2 separate regions of the Mus musculus genome follow, and region 1 is linked to region 2. Evidence: chromatin contacts called from public promoter capture Hi-C data. All regions are on one chromosome and are shown on one strand. Each heading gives the region's core, a stretch centred on a gene start, on an enhancer-like site or on the middle of the called end of the contact. The rest is flanking DNA. Distances are from core to core; before and after follow the strand shown. Region 1 holds the start of Pld6 (phospholipase D family, member 6). Region 2 holds the start of Zfp867 (zinc finger protein 867).

Region 1 (3,992 bases), core at 997-3,496, 320 kb before region 2:
CCAGAGCCATGGGCTATCTGCTGAGAAGAGCTGCTAACAGGGAGTAGAACCAGCCCAGGAGACAGAAGTTTGTTGCAGTCAACAAAGATGAAAAAGGAACTGGAGATCTGAAGACCACCTTGACATCAGACATGGAGATGCAGAGTTTGGAGTTTGCCCAGCTGGTTTCCTGTCTTGCTTTGGGGATTACAGTTAAGTGATTGGATGGATCTCAGAAGAGACTTTGAACTTTGGACTTTTAACATTGTTGAGACTGCTATAGACTATGGGCACCTTTGAAGTTGAACTATATGTATTTTGCATTATGCTATGTTTAAGTATGGCCCCCATATGTTTGAACAAGCCTATTGGGGCCAGATTGTGGAATGTGATGGTTTGCATATGCTTGGCCCAAGGAGTGGCACTATTAGAAGCTATGGCCCTGTTGGAGTGAGTGTGGCCTCTTGGAGTAGGTGTGTCACTGTAGGTGTGGGCTTTAATACCCTCCTCCTAGCTGCCTGGAAGCAAGTATTCTGCTAGCAGCCTTCAGATGATGAACTCTCAGCTCCTCTTGCACCATGCCTGCCTGGATGCCGCTATGTTTCTGCCTGGATGATAATGGACTGAACCTCTGAACCTGTAAGCCAACCCCAATTAAATGTTGTCCTTATGAGAGTTGCCTTGGTCATCGTGTCTGTTCACAGCGATAAAACACTAAGACAGATATACTATCAATCAATCCGGTTCCATCGAGGAGATGCAACTGTGTGTACTGTGTGTCGTGTGTACCAGTGGGGCTGAGGGAGGCATCATAGGGTGCACCTGCAGGCTCAGATGGATTCAGACACTGGACAATAGAATCTAGCATGGCTTGCATTATGTATGTGCTTCACTGTTAACAGGGCTGAGCACGATGACTCAGCTTAGTCTTATAATGCCAGTTCTTGAGGGCTAAGGCTAGAAGATTGCTGTAAGTCTGAGACCATCTAAACCAGGCTATGCTACAGAATAAGACCGGTTTGTCTAATGGTGCCCAACGTCAGGAAATAGGTCAGTCTCTGCAGATGAGGAAAGTATCGGGAGCATGGGTATGAGAGGGTCTCCTTAAAACAGGAAGGGGTGTGTGTGTGTGCCCCATCGAGCTCAGCATAGGAAGCCATGCTGGCCTGGGTGGTCCTGGAGGGATGAAGAAAGTGATGTCTGTCTGTATCTTCTAAGTTTTGGGTCAGAGGTCTTCCTGTCTTCCAGCATGTGACATTCTCCTATGTTCAGTCACTGTCCTATGTTCAGTCAAAGCTTCTGATTGTCTGCTGTTTCAGCTGTAGGAACGCAACCCGAGGCAGCTCTGAATTCATCTCACAGTGAGCAAAACTTGCTGCATCATTAGGGACAAAAGACATGGTGCTGAGTGTGGACCACTGTGGACCTAAGTTCATGAGTGTGTTTCCCCTGTCTAGGGCACACTATCTAACACTGGGTGTCCTGAGCCTCTGGTTCATATAGTCTTTCCATCACTTCTTCCATTATACTTAGCCTTAGGTGTCTGGGTTACAATGCAGGTGTATCAGTTGGGGATGAGCAAAAGTACCTGCTGCCAAACCTCGTAAGCGGGGAATCTATCCCCACAGTTGCGAATTCTCAGCATTCTGATCAGTTGTGGAACTCTGATTGTCTTCATCTGTTGAAAAGGAAGTTCTTTGATGAGGGGTGAGAGCTGCACTTATCTGTGGATATAAGTTTTTAGAAAACAGAAATGATTTTGGCCTAGGAAACTGGCAGCAAATAAGTTCTTCTCCCGCAGGCCTCTGGCCTATCCATTGGCTATATTTATAGTACCGTTCATAACTCCTTCCTGTAGACCGTACAAATCCACAAACAACATGGTAATTGAAGAAAATCCCAAAGCAAATCCCATTAAAATCAGGAGACGGCATCCCACTATCCCCATTTCTTTTCAATGCGATGCAGAAACTCTAGAGCAGTCAGGTAAGGGAAGGAAATTCATGGGAAACACATAGGAAAAGAAGTCAAATGAAGGTACTCGCCTTCAATCCCAGCACTCTGCAGAAGCAGGCAGATCTCTGAGTTCAAGGCCAGCCTGGTCCACCAATGAGCGCGCTTCCCCAAGGGCTCTTTGCTAGCTTGGGAAAGCTGTGCAACCGCTAGTTTAGCTCCTGGCTGGGGGCGGGCCCCGCAAGGGGGCGTGGCACACCCGGAGTTGGGGGCGGGCTGGCACGTGTTGGGCGCGCAAGCGCTTGGTGCTACGGCTGACCTTAGAGGTGGCGGCCATGGGGCGCTCGAGTTGGCGGTTGGTGTTCGCGGCTGGTGCGGGTCTCGCGCTGGCCCTAGAGGCACTGCCGTGGCTGATGCGTTGGCTGCTGGCTGGGCGGCGGCCAAGGCGCGAGGTGCTCTTCTTCCCCTCACAGGTGACCTGCACCGAGGCTTTACTGCAGGCCCCAGGGTTGCCTCCCGGGCCCTCGGGCTGCCCGTGTAGCCTCCCCCACAGCGAGAGTTCACTGAGCCGCCTGCTGCGCGCGCTGTTGGCCGCCCGCTCCAGCTTGGAGCTCTGCCTCTTCGCCTTCTCCAGCCCGCAGCTGGGGCGTGCAGTGCAGCTGCTGCATCAGCGTGGGGTGCGCGTGCGGGTCATCACTGACTGCGACTACATGGCCCTCAACGGCTCTCAGATCGGCCTGCTGCGCAAGGCAGGTAAACCGCCGCCGAGGGTGCACACCGGCAGAGGGGTAGAGGACTTACTTGATGCCCCTACCGACTTTGTCCAGAGCAGGTAGCATTTCAGGGAGAAAGGTGGAGGCAGGCAGGCAGAGATGAGCGGGCCAAGGAGCCAAGGTTCATAGTCTGTTATATTCCGTGTCTGGGCTCCCCATGAGTAAGGTATGTGGCAATTCCCACCAGTTTCCACGCTCTGACCTTGACCTTAGAGGCGTGTGTGTTTAGACTTAATTTCTGTGATTGTTCTAGGCTGAGATGGCTGACATAAGTGAAGGCATGGAGGATAAAACTTAAGTCAGTTTAAACTCAGCCAACACTGAGAAACCCTTAGCGGCTGTGTGACCACAGCGGGAGTAGGAGTGACAGTGTTGATTAGTGAGTTTCCCACTAGACTCTGTGATCATTGGAAAGTGGACCCTACAGTGTGGCGAATACTTGCTTCTCAGCGATCACCTCTGGGCCCATAGGTATGTCTGGCCCGCCTACAGCTCAGCAGCAGGTGTGACAATATCCTCCCTTAGGCCTGTGGCCCTTGTTTGTTTTCCTTCAAGTGGTTGGCACTGGAGGAACACAAACTTTGACTGCTAGATCCCTTCATTACGCAGGAGTCAGTGCCCCCATGTCCCTCCCACACACCTGCCTAGCCTAATCGTTGTGCCCACAGTGGCTGACAGGCTAGGGGAGCCCTTGGGAGATGTCCAGGCTTTGTAGGGCTCTCGAGGCTTTTTATTTCCTCCACACGGCCTGTCTTCCCACATCCTGGGGATGGTGTAGCCTTGGAAACCAGGTCTGCTTCCAGATCCCTCATAGGGAAGGAAGAACACCGCAGCACTGACCTGTTGTGTATCACTCACGTGGGCAGCACAGAAGCACTCTGTCAGTCTGATAGCTGCCCCTGTCCCCTTGCTGGCAGTCACAAAGTGACCTTCAGCCAGGTCATCATTTTGGGTGGTGGACAGTAGGTATCAGACATGGTTGATGTCACTGTATTTAGAGTTTGGAGAGTCATAAAATCTCAGATTCAGCGTGGTGGCACTGCCGGGCGTGGTAGCGCATGCCTTTAATCCCAGCACTCGGGAGGCAGAGGCAGGCGGATTTCTGAGTTCGAGGCCAGCCTGGTCTACAAAGTGAGGTCCAGGACAGCCAGGGCTATACAATGAAACCCTGTCTCGAAAAACCAAAAAACAAACCCTCGGATTTGGAAAGAACCAATATGTCATCACAGATAGAACTTCCAACTGATGTTCTGGCCACAGCTGGCTGAGTTCCAGATTGTTCCATCA
Region 2 (3,721 bases), core at 1-2,500:
GCCAACATTACACAGAGAAACCCTGTCTCGAAAAACCAAAAAAAAAAAAAAAAAAAAAAAAAAACCAAACAAACAAAACTTCTATTCAACATTGCTATCTTAGAGGAGTGCCTTCCCTTTTAAAGCTCAGGCTAGCTCCTTGTTTTGGCCAGAGCTCTCTAGATGAACAGAGCTGATAGTATATATATAATTTATTAGAGTGCTTTACAGGCTGTGGTTCAGCTAGTTCGATACTAGCTGTCCCCCAACAGAGAGCTGTGGGCAACCCATGGGGACGGATGTCTCTGTTGGTCCTCAGTAGACACTGGAACCCTAAAGAAGTAGATTCTAATAGCAGCAAAGGCATGCTTTGGTGGCAGGGGAGACAGACTTGCCAATGGGAGGGGAGACAAGCAGGTAAGGAGCAGGAGCTTCCTTCTTCCACATTGCATCATATAGCCTGTCATGAAGGTGTGCTTCAGGGTTAGAGTAGGTCCTCTAACCTCAGATGATCCAGTCAAGAAAAATCGCTCACAAGCATTCCCAGCCTCTCGGGTTTTAGTTGATTCTAGACGTAGCCAAGGTGACAACCAACAATAGCCATTACAGTCCTCAAGCTAGGAAGATTATGACATCTAAATTTTTAAAAATGAGGGCTCTGGCTCAGTTGGCAGAGTCCTTGTTTAGAATACAAGAAGTCCTTAGCAGGATCCCCAGTGATGCATAATAGCACACATGTCCTTCTAGCACTCCAAAGATGGAGGCAAGCAGATCCGGGGGTTCAAGGCTGGCCTGAACTGTATTTGAGGCAAGCTACACGAGACCCTCCCTGTCTCAATGTATTCACAATAAAAATTTCAAATAATTGTCATGTTAGGAATTTCCAGTTGTAAATAGCATATGTGTGTGTGTGTATGTATATGTGTATATCTATCTATCTATCTATCTATCTATCTATCTATCTATCTATCTATCTCTATCTCTATCTCTCTCTCTATCTATCTATCTATATGTTATTGTTCCATGGATATGTTTCTGTAGGTAAAGTACAAGTGTGTCCTGTCCTGGCAGGGCCATTGCTAGAGTGCAAACAAATCTTGTCCCGTAAGTATCTCTCTGTCAAAGGTTAGATTACATCCCTAATCACTCAAGGATTGGGGGCGTGTCCAAACCCTTCGTCTATCAGAGTGGAATTGTCCAATCAGGCCGCAGCTCGAGCGGAGGGGCGGGGCAGGATGCTTTACTCTCGCGGTGTTTGGTTCTTTTCACTGTTTAGTTCTTGTTCAGGTTCCGTTTCTTCAGGTTCTATGTCTGGCTCACAGTTGTGTATGGTGGCTCCGCTGTAGCTAGCGTCCTTATGAGGTGCAGACGACGACGATGCGGGACAGCAGAAATTCGGAAATGGTGAGCGTTCCGGCCGACGCTGGCTACAGCCAACCAGTACCAGCCGCAGGGAAGGCCTCCGTAGCTGGTGTCTGCGGCCCGATCCCGGTGCTGTCCGGTGTCCTGGGTGTCCTGGGTCCCCTCGCTTCCCATCTGCCCTCGCGGCGGCCTGACCGACTCACCTCAGGACTTGGGGCGTCATGGCCGACCCACCTTAGGACTTGGGACGCTGGCTTCTTGGTTGTGGGTTCCCGCCCTTCAGCCATGGCTGGGCTTTCCCGAGTCTTGGAAAGTGGGGTCTCAATCTATTTACTCTTCGCCTGCCTGTCCCACGCCCCCGTGTTCACAGTGAAGTCCCAAAATTCCAGTCTTTAGGGCCGTCCCCCCGCTAGTCTCAGGACATCGATGGTTGGTTAGTAGGAAAAAGCCGAGAGAGATTTCGTCAGTGCGGGCACCGTAGAAGCGGGACAGATGAAGGGTCTAGGACACTCCTACCCCAATTGATCTTTGGACAGGAGCTTTAGGCTTAAATAGAGGAAGGCCAGACCAAAAAAAAAAAAAGCTTAAACACAGCAGCCTAATGTAAGGTGGGCCCCGCCCATCTTTGTCTCCGCTCATTTGAGACCTGAAGGGGACTAGGTGTTTCTCTGGAGATAGCTCCTGCTTCTGTGAAGGGCTGTCCTTCCATGAATCCTGGGTGACTGCAGGTTAAGGACCATAACTTATCTCTGTGCCCTCAGCGGCAGAGTGAAGGCCGGGATGCCAGGCGGTCATCCCGCCTTTATTTGTGGCTGTATGTGGATACACACACGTGTGTGGGTGTCTGAGGAAGTCAGAAGACGGTGTCAGATTCCCTGGAGCTAAAGGTATGGGCGGTTATGAGCTGCCCCAAAGTGGTTGCTGGAAACTGAACTCCATCCAGCTTTCTTCAAGAGCAACAAATGCTCTTAACCACTGAGCCATCTCTGCAGTGCCCCCCGCCCCCAACAGTTTCAGTACCAGTATTTTCAAATGCCAACTTCTACTGTAAAAGGTTTTAAAAGTGACAACCATTACTGTTTATTTTCGTTGCTAAATAAATAGAAATTGACACAATATCTTTTTCATTTCCTATTAGTAATGGTCCCAGGTTCAGAACTGCCAGATGCTGACAAATTTCTTATAGCTGCCATATGTCCTAGCCTAAAGTTGACCTTTCATCATCCACTTAGACAGCAGCCTGAGATCTGGGGTGAAACCTCTTCGAGGAGCAGCTAGAGGACCTGGAGCTGGAGCAATCGAATAGTCCTCATCTCAATAGTTCATTTTTTTCCTTGTTTTTTAAATACTTATGTATATGAGTACCCTATTGTTGTCTTCAGTACACCAGAGGAGGGCATCGGATCCCATTACAGATGCTTGTGAGCTACCATGTGGTTGCTGGGAATTGAACTCAGGACCTCTGGAAGAGCAGTTAGAGCTCTTAACTGCTGAGCCATCTCTCCAGCCCCCTCCTTTTTTTTTAAGATTTATTATTATACATAAGTACACTGTAGCTGTCTTCAGATGCACCAGGAGAGGGCATCAGCTCTCATTACGGGTAGTTGTGAGCCACCATGTGGTTGCTGGGATTTGAACTCAGGACCTTTGGAGGAGCAGTCAGTGCTCTTACCCACTGAGCCATGTCGCCAGCCCCCCCCCCTTTTTTTAAAGGATTTATTTATTGTGTATACATCTTCTGCCTGCATGTATGCCTGCAGGCCAGAAAAGGGCAGCAGATCTTATTATAGATGGGTTGAGGCACAATGTGGTTGCTGGGAATTGACTTCAGGACCTCTGGAAGAGCAGGCAGTGCTCTTAACCGCTGAGTCGTCTCTCCAGCTCCGTAGTTAATTCTTAGGGACATTGTCTCCCTCTAAGCTTAGCTCCACTCCTAGGAATCATTGTTTAGTTAGGTGCTGGTGAATGTGGGCCTCAGAGCAGCACTTCCTGCCATCTCCAGTCTCTCAGTTGTTAGGGGAGAAAACCTTCTCTCAAGGGATTAGAAAGAAAACCTCCAGCGCGCAGTGGGGCAGAAGCTGACACTGTGTTTGAGTCAGTCCAGGGTCTCCCGAGGTGTGGCTGGTGAGGTTTTCAGCAGCACTAGGGTGAGGGAACAGCCTTTTTTGGCACTTGATCCTGACAGGTCTGTCTGGTCTTCAGGACTTGCCCCCTTTTTTATAGTCATCACCTTGAGATCGTTGCACATTTATTTGAATCTCAGCTTTTCAATAAGTATGAATTGTACTCAGAGCTGAATAAGGTAAATATTCTTTTGAGACAGGGTTTCTCTGTGTAACCCTGGCTGTCCTGGAGCTCACTTGGTAGACCAGGCTGGCCT

Evidence for each region. Promoter capture Hi-C pulls out the DNA fragments that hold promoters and counts their contacts.
Region 1: a contact with region 2 is called in a promoter capture Hi-C map of embryonic stem cells. The contact joins the promoter of Pld6 here to the promoter of Zfp867 in region 2. A contact is called at or near these places in 3 of 39 promoter capture datasets (the 3T3-L1 cell line, embryonic stem cells and neutrophils), 1 of 115 datasets of contacts at active chromatin or transcription factors (stem cell-derived neural progenitor cells) and 1 of 9 other capture datasets (adipose tissue).

What each region holds. Positions count from the first base shown.
Region 1 is chr11:59,785,911-59,789,902 of GRCm38.p6, reverse strand. Pld6 (phospholipase D family, member 6) reads left to right here and starts at 2,246. Exons shown (of 2, transcript NM_001290283.1): 1 at 2,246-2,685. The coding sequence starts at 2,268.
Region 2 is chr11:59,470,003-59,473,723 of GRCm38.p6, reverse strand. It overlaps Zfp867 (zinc finger protein 867), which reads left to right and starts at 1,250. Exons shown (of 4, transcript NM_178417.3): 1 at 1,250-1,383. The coding sequence starts at 1,357.